2 separate regions of the Hordeum vulgare genome follow, and region 2 is linked to region 1. The links are chromatin contacts, called in public Hi-C maps. All regions are on one chromosome and are shown on one strand. The core of a region is the stretch at or near the end of the contact, and the rest is flanking DNA. Distances in the headings are between cores, read along the strand shown.

Region 1 (4,060 bases), core at 996-3,495:
CGGTGTACCAAGTGGCACCCGGATGGTGGACTTGGGAACCCTGCACACATGTTTGGGGCCGTGGCGGAAACCTCGGCCGGACTTCCGTGCGGGTTACCCTCAGATAGGCGATAGACCTGGACTAAGTATTAGCGTGGTTAACGGTCATGGCCGACTCCCTCGCTGGGCTTCCGCTTGAAGGTTGCCGAGGTGCATGACGTGCACATGGCGATAAGTGGCGGAGAGCGTGTGTGAAGAAGTACACCCCTGCAGGGTTATGATCTATTCGAATAGCCGCGTCCGCGGATATGGACTACTTGGAAACATATGTTGTTCATATATAGCTATAATGGCTACTCATAAAATTGTCAAGAAAAGCGTGAGTGTCGTGGACGACATTTTCGTAGGAAGACGGAATGATTTCACGATAGAGTATTGTTGTGGTGTTAGTGGACTCGTGTGCGAGAAACATAGTTGTCAAAACTATTTAAAAATGCAAGTTGTCTAGCCAAGAGTCAAATGCTGGCTTTCCGCATGAAACCCCACAACTCCTTGTTGATACATTGCATGAGTAGATAGATTTCCTGAAGTCTTGCTGAGTACTTTTGTACTCACGTTTACTTAATAAATTGTTGCAGAGGTTGTTAATGACCCTAATGGAGGGTTCTACCTAGACATCGACGACGACGAGTAGCTGGTATCCCAGCTACGATCTAGCCCTAGGATGGGTCTGTAGATAGTTAGACCATGTGCCTTTACCTTTCCATCTGTCTGTACTCAGACAGATTTACTCTTCCGCTGTTGCTCCGGACACATTGGTTGACCGGCATGTGTCCTTCATAGCTGCTGTGTTTGTCCCTTTGGGGAAATGTCACGCGATGTAATGGAGTCCTTGTAGCTTGCTACGACTCGTCTACATTCGCTGGTGAACGGCACCTGCTTTGCTGGGTCATGTATGCCTGTCCGTGTGCGGAACTGCCGCTTTGGTTTATGACTAGACATATCGATCCGGGTTCTTTGTTATTGGATTGCTAGCGACATAATTGCATACGCGAGTCAAAAGGTGCAAACGGTCCCGGCTAAGGTAAGGCTGCAACCGTGGGGATAACCGTGCGTGAGACCGCAAAGAGATGCGATGTGTTACATGCTGAATTCCTATGGCTTAGGATCGGGGTCCCGATATGTTGCTGCTTAGTATTAATTTTGTGTTGGATTATATGGATGGCGTGCTGTTAGTTTGTATGCATGGCTGGGTGCTGATTTGTGTTGCTGCTTAGTATTAATTTTAATGGTATGGACATTGATATGTGAATGTTGTAGATGAAAAAAGTAAAACATCCGAAAGCTATTTGAGATGCTCCAACACATACCATTTTTATGGATGTGTGCATAGAGGAGGTGAAAGCAAATAATCGGGCGGTAGGACACACCACTTTGTCCGATTTAGAACAAGCTAAATTGCAACGTTGGTTCTAATTTGTAATATTTGCCCGCTTTATGTTATCTGCAACTCGTTTTTGTATTGTAATATTATATACCTTATTAGATTTGCAGCTCTTTTTGGATTCATATTATATATATAAACTGTTAGAAATAATCAAGTTTTAGCAATTCATCAATTATTTCAATCCAGGGGCATTTGAGACATTTTAACAAACAACTCATGCAACAATTACATGTTAGAATCACAGAAAAGAATTGGATAGATAATTCTGTGGCCAAACAATTCTGTGGGCAGTTTTCAGAAATATGATTTTGAAGAATTACGAATTTAAAAGAACTGCCCCTCAATCTCTCGGCAACTTCTCCTCAACTCTGCTCTGTGCAGCACCTCTGCCCGTTCTTTGTTTCGATCCTTTCTTTTGGATCTCATGTTGATTTAAGACTGATGCAAAGTTTGGTAAACATTTATATACGTACTCCGTTGTTCGAGCGCTATCTTTTGCTCTGCTTGTTTTCAATTTTTTCGGCCGAATTCCGGCCAGATTTCGCTCAAATTTTGTTTAAAATTCAAATTTTGATTTTGTAATTTCGTCCGAGATCTGACCGTAATTTTTGAAATGGCCGAATTTCGTCCATCTCGTCCAGCGGCCCTAACTGACGACTAAAGCTCCAGGCTGCTTTCGCGGGTCGCCAGGCGCTCGATTTGGGCCACGCACCACTCCTTGGCTACCCCAGGCTAGGCAAGTTTGCGTTGATCCGACGCTGAGGGACGCCCCAGGCTAGGCAAGTCTGCGTTGATCCGACGCTGAGCTGACCTGACCTGATTTCACCAATCGGTTCCCTTCTTTTCAAACCCCTTGGCTGAATCGACCGTACCTGGGCGCCAGGTCCGCCGCCCGCCGAGCACCTCCGTCGCGCGGCACCTCTTCAAGTTCCGGCCGGGCAGGGCGTGCGCGCTGTCTCGCCGGCGACGACCGCCATGTAAGCCCCGCCTCGCCCTTTTTCGCACCCCCGCTGCCTCCATCTGGCCGGTGTTCGTTGAGACTGACCTTGCCTCCCCTGCCCACCTCCTCGCAGGGCGTTCACGCGCCTGGAGCTGCGATGCCCCAGGGCGCTCGACCCCCGCCCGAGCTGGACCGTCGGCGAGGTCCTCACTGAGCTCGACGCACTCGAAGCCACCCGCCGCGCCGCGCCCCCCACGCCCCTCAAGCAGCAGCCGGAGTGGTATCTCGCATCTCTCTCGCAATTTTACTGTCGTTTGATTTGCCCATGAATTTGACTCTACTTTTATTTTTTGGTCTATTTAGGGCTAGCGGTGGCAGCGCGAGGAAGAAGGCCTTTGTGATGCGGATTGAGGAGGAAGACGACACAGACGAGGAAGACGATAATGAGGATGCCCGGGCTCTTGTGACCGGAGCCAGGTTCTCATGTAATGATCTCGAATGCAGGTGAGAGCTTTATACTGCAATTTGGTTACTGTAGTTGCATTTTTCTCATGAAATTTGTGTGTCATAGTTTGTCAATATCACCTGAAAAAGACCGTCTGACATCTCGTTAGCTGGAGATAGCCTTTTGGTCTTATTAGGGCCAACCTGCAAAGTATAATGGTACCATTGAGCCATTCTGTAGAATTATACAAGTCTGCCTCTTGAGTGTATGCCTTGGATTCTAAGGCTCCGTTGGACACTGAGGTGGATTATGATAACCTCGTGGTGTTGAACTCCTTTTGGAAATTGATGTTTTGGTACCTGCCTATCTTCCGATCGTTCTATAACTCCTCATTGCAGAACACATTAGATGGAGTCTGATAGGACAATCATTAGTCTACCCGATTTATCCACATTTAATTTTATTTACAAAGAAGATCAATGAACTTTTGTGAATTCGTATCTGCAACAGCTTAAAAAAAGAAGCACATCACAGTTCATTTACCACATGCTGAGCTAAGTTATCTCATTTATTTATTCCTAGCGGCTTTGAAGAATCAGGGGATGAATTAGATAGCAGCAGTACATCATACCACCTGATGGGGAAAAGGAGCACAGAGAAAAGCATCCTGCTCGAGCTGGAACGCGATCATCATCTCAAAATTCAAGTGTGTACCAGAAATTGTACTCTGTTGTTCCTCTCTAATAAACGCAGTATGCATTTGTGCCATTTTTCCTCATTGCATTTTAGGGTAACTGTTAGTTATACTGCGCCAGATATTTTTTCCTGCAAAGGTTTGTGTATTGCAACTGCCTTTTAAGTGTTCCGGGCATGTGGGAACTTCACATCTTTTTGTCCATCTCACAGTTTTAATATCTGGATGGAGCTTCTTGGTTCTGTTTAAGCTTATTACTGGACATGCTATACTGACAATTGATGTAACACACCTCGACATTTTGAACATAATTTGCATAATGAGACATGGAAGTTCTGCACAATGAAGATTACGGTCCAGGAACCAAGAAAAAACTTTGCACAGTGCAGGAACCAAAAAAAGGGGTACTTTTGTTAGTTGGCAACTTGACGTGAGAATTTTTGAACACATGAAAGTTTAGCACAATGAATATTACGATCCAGGGAGCGAAATAACAGGGACCCCAAAGAAGTAAATTTATTATTATTGGATCCGGGTAAATGTTGATATACCTAT
Region 2 (3,740 bases), core at 427-2,926, 280 kb before region 1:
GTTGATGATGATGAGGAGGAGCAGTTGTGATTATGACTAGTGACCAACTTTTGTTATATGATGTCTCATTGACGAAAAAGATGATTAAATAGTGTTGGTAGTAATGACTATGATGATTATTAGCTATAGTGATGCAAGAGTTTTTATATTAATATGCTGATGATGTTGATCATGATTATCATGTTGATTTGTTATTATGATCACGATTGGTTATTATATCATTGGGGGAAGGAAAGCGGATTAGATTCATGTGTGGATGAATCTTCGACGTTGAGTTCATTAGCCCAGATGTTGTAAATGAATGGTCGGTATGCCACAATACCTAAGAGACCGAAGATAACTTGCTGAAGTCATTACTTCTACATCACGGAGAAAGAGAGGACACTTCTCTCTATTAGCTAGCTAACACAATATGAAACCCTTAAATTAACCCTCCAAAACCCCCAACACACACCCCATTCAAAAAAAACCACCTCCTCGTCCTAATTCGTATTACCAACTGGAACTACAGGCCCTCCTGCCTGGGCTCCCCGCAGAGGCCACGTGGAGGCCCTTCTGTCCCGGTTCGTAAAGGAACCGGGACTAAAGGTTTTGGGCTTTAGTCCCGACCCTTTAGTCCCGGTTCCGGAACCGGGGCTAATGGGCCTCTGGAACCGGGACAAATGGGCCATTTTCTACTAGTTTGTGTTCGGTGAGCATTTATCTATGAGATCACTGACCACATTCAATTGGCGATCTCGACTCATAAGTCGGGGTCCCCACACCATGCAAAATAATGGTTTCTTATACATGGTTAAAAGGCTGCTTTCCTGGCTCAGCAAATTCTTCAAGGTCTTCACAAACTTCTAGTCCAACTCCGAGCACCTCGTCTACTTCGTCAACTATTGTCGTAACAACCACAATAAGCAACACAACAAGAAGGAAAATAGATGTGTTCTTAAATAGGAAGCCCATTTTTATTAGACACCCGTGGCTATAAGAAAATTAACCAAAGAGGTTTTACTGGATCTGGGTCAACGAGGATTTTCCGAAAGGTGGAAACGAAGGGATTTATGATGCTATGAGTAGTCTACTGAAAATATTTTTAGGAAAGTGTTTGGATGCACCTATCAAATAGGGCAAGATTTTACGATAAATTTGGAAGTGGTCTCACTCGATTTGGAGTTGGGATGAATTTCCCAGGGGTTTTCTAAGATGGAATAAATGGGAAATGAGGCAATTTATTTGACCCCACCATAATATAGTATAGGAAAATTGTTAACCATGGAAAGATAAATAGGGTATGATTTTTAGAGCCCCTGGAAATTTCGATCACTCCATTTGGAGTTGATTTGAACTCTCCAGGGATTTTGTAAAGTGAGGGGTTTGAATAATTCACATTTGAATTTGAATTTGAACCTTACAGAAAAGTTCCACACAGAAAAGGTGTAGGGAATAGTGTTGGATAGAGCACAATTTTAGAAACCACTAGGAATTTCAATCATCGAATTTGGAGTTATAATGAGTTTTCTAGAATTAATTTTGTGTAACAGGAAAAAGAAAAAGGAAAAAAAGATTTACCTAAGTGGGCCTAAGTTATGCACTAGGCGCAACTTAGCACCGTGCACTGGCCTAGCCCAGCTCCTCGCGCACGCCCGCACAGAAACCACGCCGAAGACGTACTCAAGGGAGTATATTTTCTGCGGGAAAAAACGACCATGCCCCGAGGACCTTTCCACTTAAGCAGTCGGGCCCGACCGGGTGTGGCTTACACGCAGGGCCCGCTAGTCAGGTCCCTCTCCCTCCTCCCGCTCGAACAGGGGAAGGCAGGGGAGACGGGGTCGAGCGCACGCCGGCGCCTGCTTCGGTGGCTTCGGCCACCTCCTGTGAGCTCTAGGGTTCGTGTCGCGCTCAACCCTGTGGTGTGTGCCCGCGGGGAGGGCCGTGGCGGCGGCGGCGGCTCGGGATGGCTGCGGGGAAAGCCGTTGGGCCGCTATGGCTCCGAGGTACAGGTGACCTCGTTGGGAGAAGGGCGGTGACATGGCTGCAAGGAGTCTAGGGGGTCCACGGTGGTCACACGAAGAGATGGACCACGGGGAGCTCGGATTCGAGTGGAGGCCGAGGCAGACATTGTCGTTCATGGGGGAGAAATTCGAGCTCGGGGGCTTGGTTCCGCGGGCTAGCAAATGAATTGGAGGGGGAGGGACACTCTGGGATGCTCGAGGGGGCTCGAGGAGGGGTATTAGGCAAAGGGAAGACTTGGGGGAGCTCGATGCGCCTCAGATGCACTTCGGGCGTGGGGATCACGTGTTCGAAAGCAACATTGGAGCCTTCGTGGCGTAAGAGAGAGGTGGCCGGGTAGTACATTAAGGGTAGTCCTATGGACCTATATCGTTAGGCCTGTCCAAGACCCTACATGGACATCAGCGTCGTAAAAGCCACCTATGCAGTCATGACTTTACTCGGACAAGTGTACCTTCACTCGGTCCGCTTGAGGTAACTCGAACCATCTTGTAGCAGTCACATGTACCTCTACACCTGGACTGCAGCAAGGCATGGGCAACGAAGGGACTGCAACGGCTAGAGACTTAAACTATCACATGAAGTGTAGTGAAAATGCGCATTACCAATAACGTTAAAGTTAGCGCTGCCGTTACTGGTAACTCGTGTAGTTATTAGTTTTACTCTCCCTTGTAATGAGATCCGACTGATCGTGGCACACTCTATACAAGCCACCCCCGAGCTCATAACCAAGGGTTCAACATTCTGTACTATCACATATTCTATAAGCAAACACGAGCCTCCAAGGCTCGAGACGTAGGGTTGTTACCACTCCCCAATGGGGCCCGAACTCGTACAGTCGAGTGTATCCACAACGCCCTAGCTAGGATGCGCCCCTCATTCGTAGCCCTCGTATTATTGTCACGATCATTCCCACAATAGTTGGCGCCTACCATGGGGCTGCGTGTTTAGGAAATCCTATGCACTAGGAGTTTTACCTTTTTCGTCATCATGATGACACTCGGTGGAGAGATCCTCTTCGGCTCCTCATCTTTGTCGTCGATGAATCAGCATGGCTTCATGATGCACCGCTGGACACCGACGCCCTCCCGACTGGAGGTACGTCGCATTTCTGCGCAATTGCGCACGGGTCCTGATCCGACAGCCATTAGTGTCGTACCTCTTGGTACCCCGCGTCCCGCTGCAATTCTATGCAAGAACTCCGGGCGCTCGTGGTTGCAGGGGTGGATCAAGCATGTGGTGGCCCACCAGGCCACTTCGGGACATGTGGCTATGCTCAATTCTGATAAGCCCACCGTCAACCTCTTGTCGTCTAGCGACGAGTCATTCGGCAACTCTGACTACGGAAGTAGTGGAGATGCCGCGGAGGTCTTGATGGCCGACACGACCACGGGAGGCACCCCTGGATTTGCCACAGAGAATTCTCCTGGGCGAGATGATGGATAGCGTCGCCACGGCGATGGCAGTCATCACGTTCCGCAGCCGATCATGGAGTAGTAGTGGGAGGAACTTCGGCAAAGGAGCGAGCAAGCTCTTCGTACCCCCATCACCGGGAACGCTCGAAGGAGATAGCGTTGGAGAACATGCATCAAGCCACTTTGGCCGAGCACAAGCGTCTCGAGCGGCTCCAGCTATCGCTTGACGCTCAGGATCAGCCTGGCTCCAGTCGCAATCGTCGTGAGCTGTTTCCGAACAACCACCCTTGCCATATTGAGGTGATGCAAACAGTTGTGCTGAAT

Evidence for each region. Hi-C and Micro-C count contacts between places; a contact is called where the count stands out from the background.
Region 2: a Hi-C map of seedling shows a contact between it and region 1, with 5 times the contacts expected there. The contact joins the enhancer-like site here to the promoter of LOC123401227 in region 1. A contact is called at or near these places in 1 of 6 Hi-C or Micro-C datasets (seedling) and 1 of 1 datasets of contacts at active chromatin or transcription factors (embryo).

Annotation. Positions count from the first base shown.
Region 1 is chr6H:332,355,596-332,359,655 of MorexV3_pseudomolecules_assembly, reverse strand. It overlaps LOC123401227 (protein GLE1-like), which reads left to right and starts at 2,245. Exons shown (of 15, transcript XM_045094966.1): 1 at 2,245-2,403; 2 at 2,500-2,646; 3 at 2,730-2,870; 4 at 3,394-3,517. The coding sequence starts at 2,402.
Region 2 is chr6H:332,639,552-332,643,291 of MorexV3_pseudomolecules_assembly, reverse strand. No RefSeq gene overlaps it. Among protein-coding and RNA genes, the nearest start is that of LOC123402119, 190 kb to the left of the region's middle. Within about 2 kb of position 1,676, at least 2 of the 3 cell types and tissues checked have open chromatin away from gene starts, as enhancers often do. A contact at or near this core is called in seedling, where this site is marked.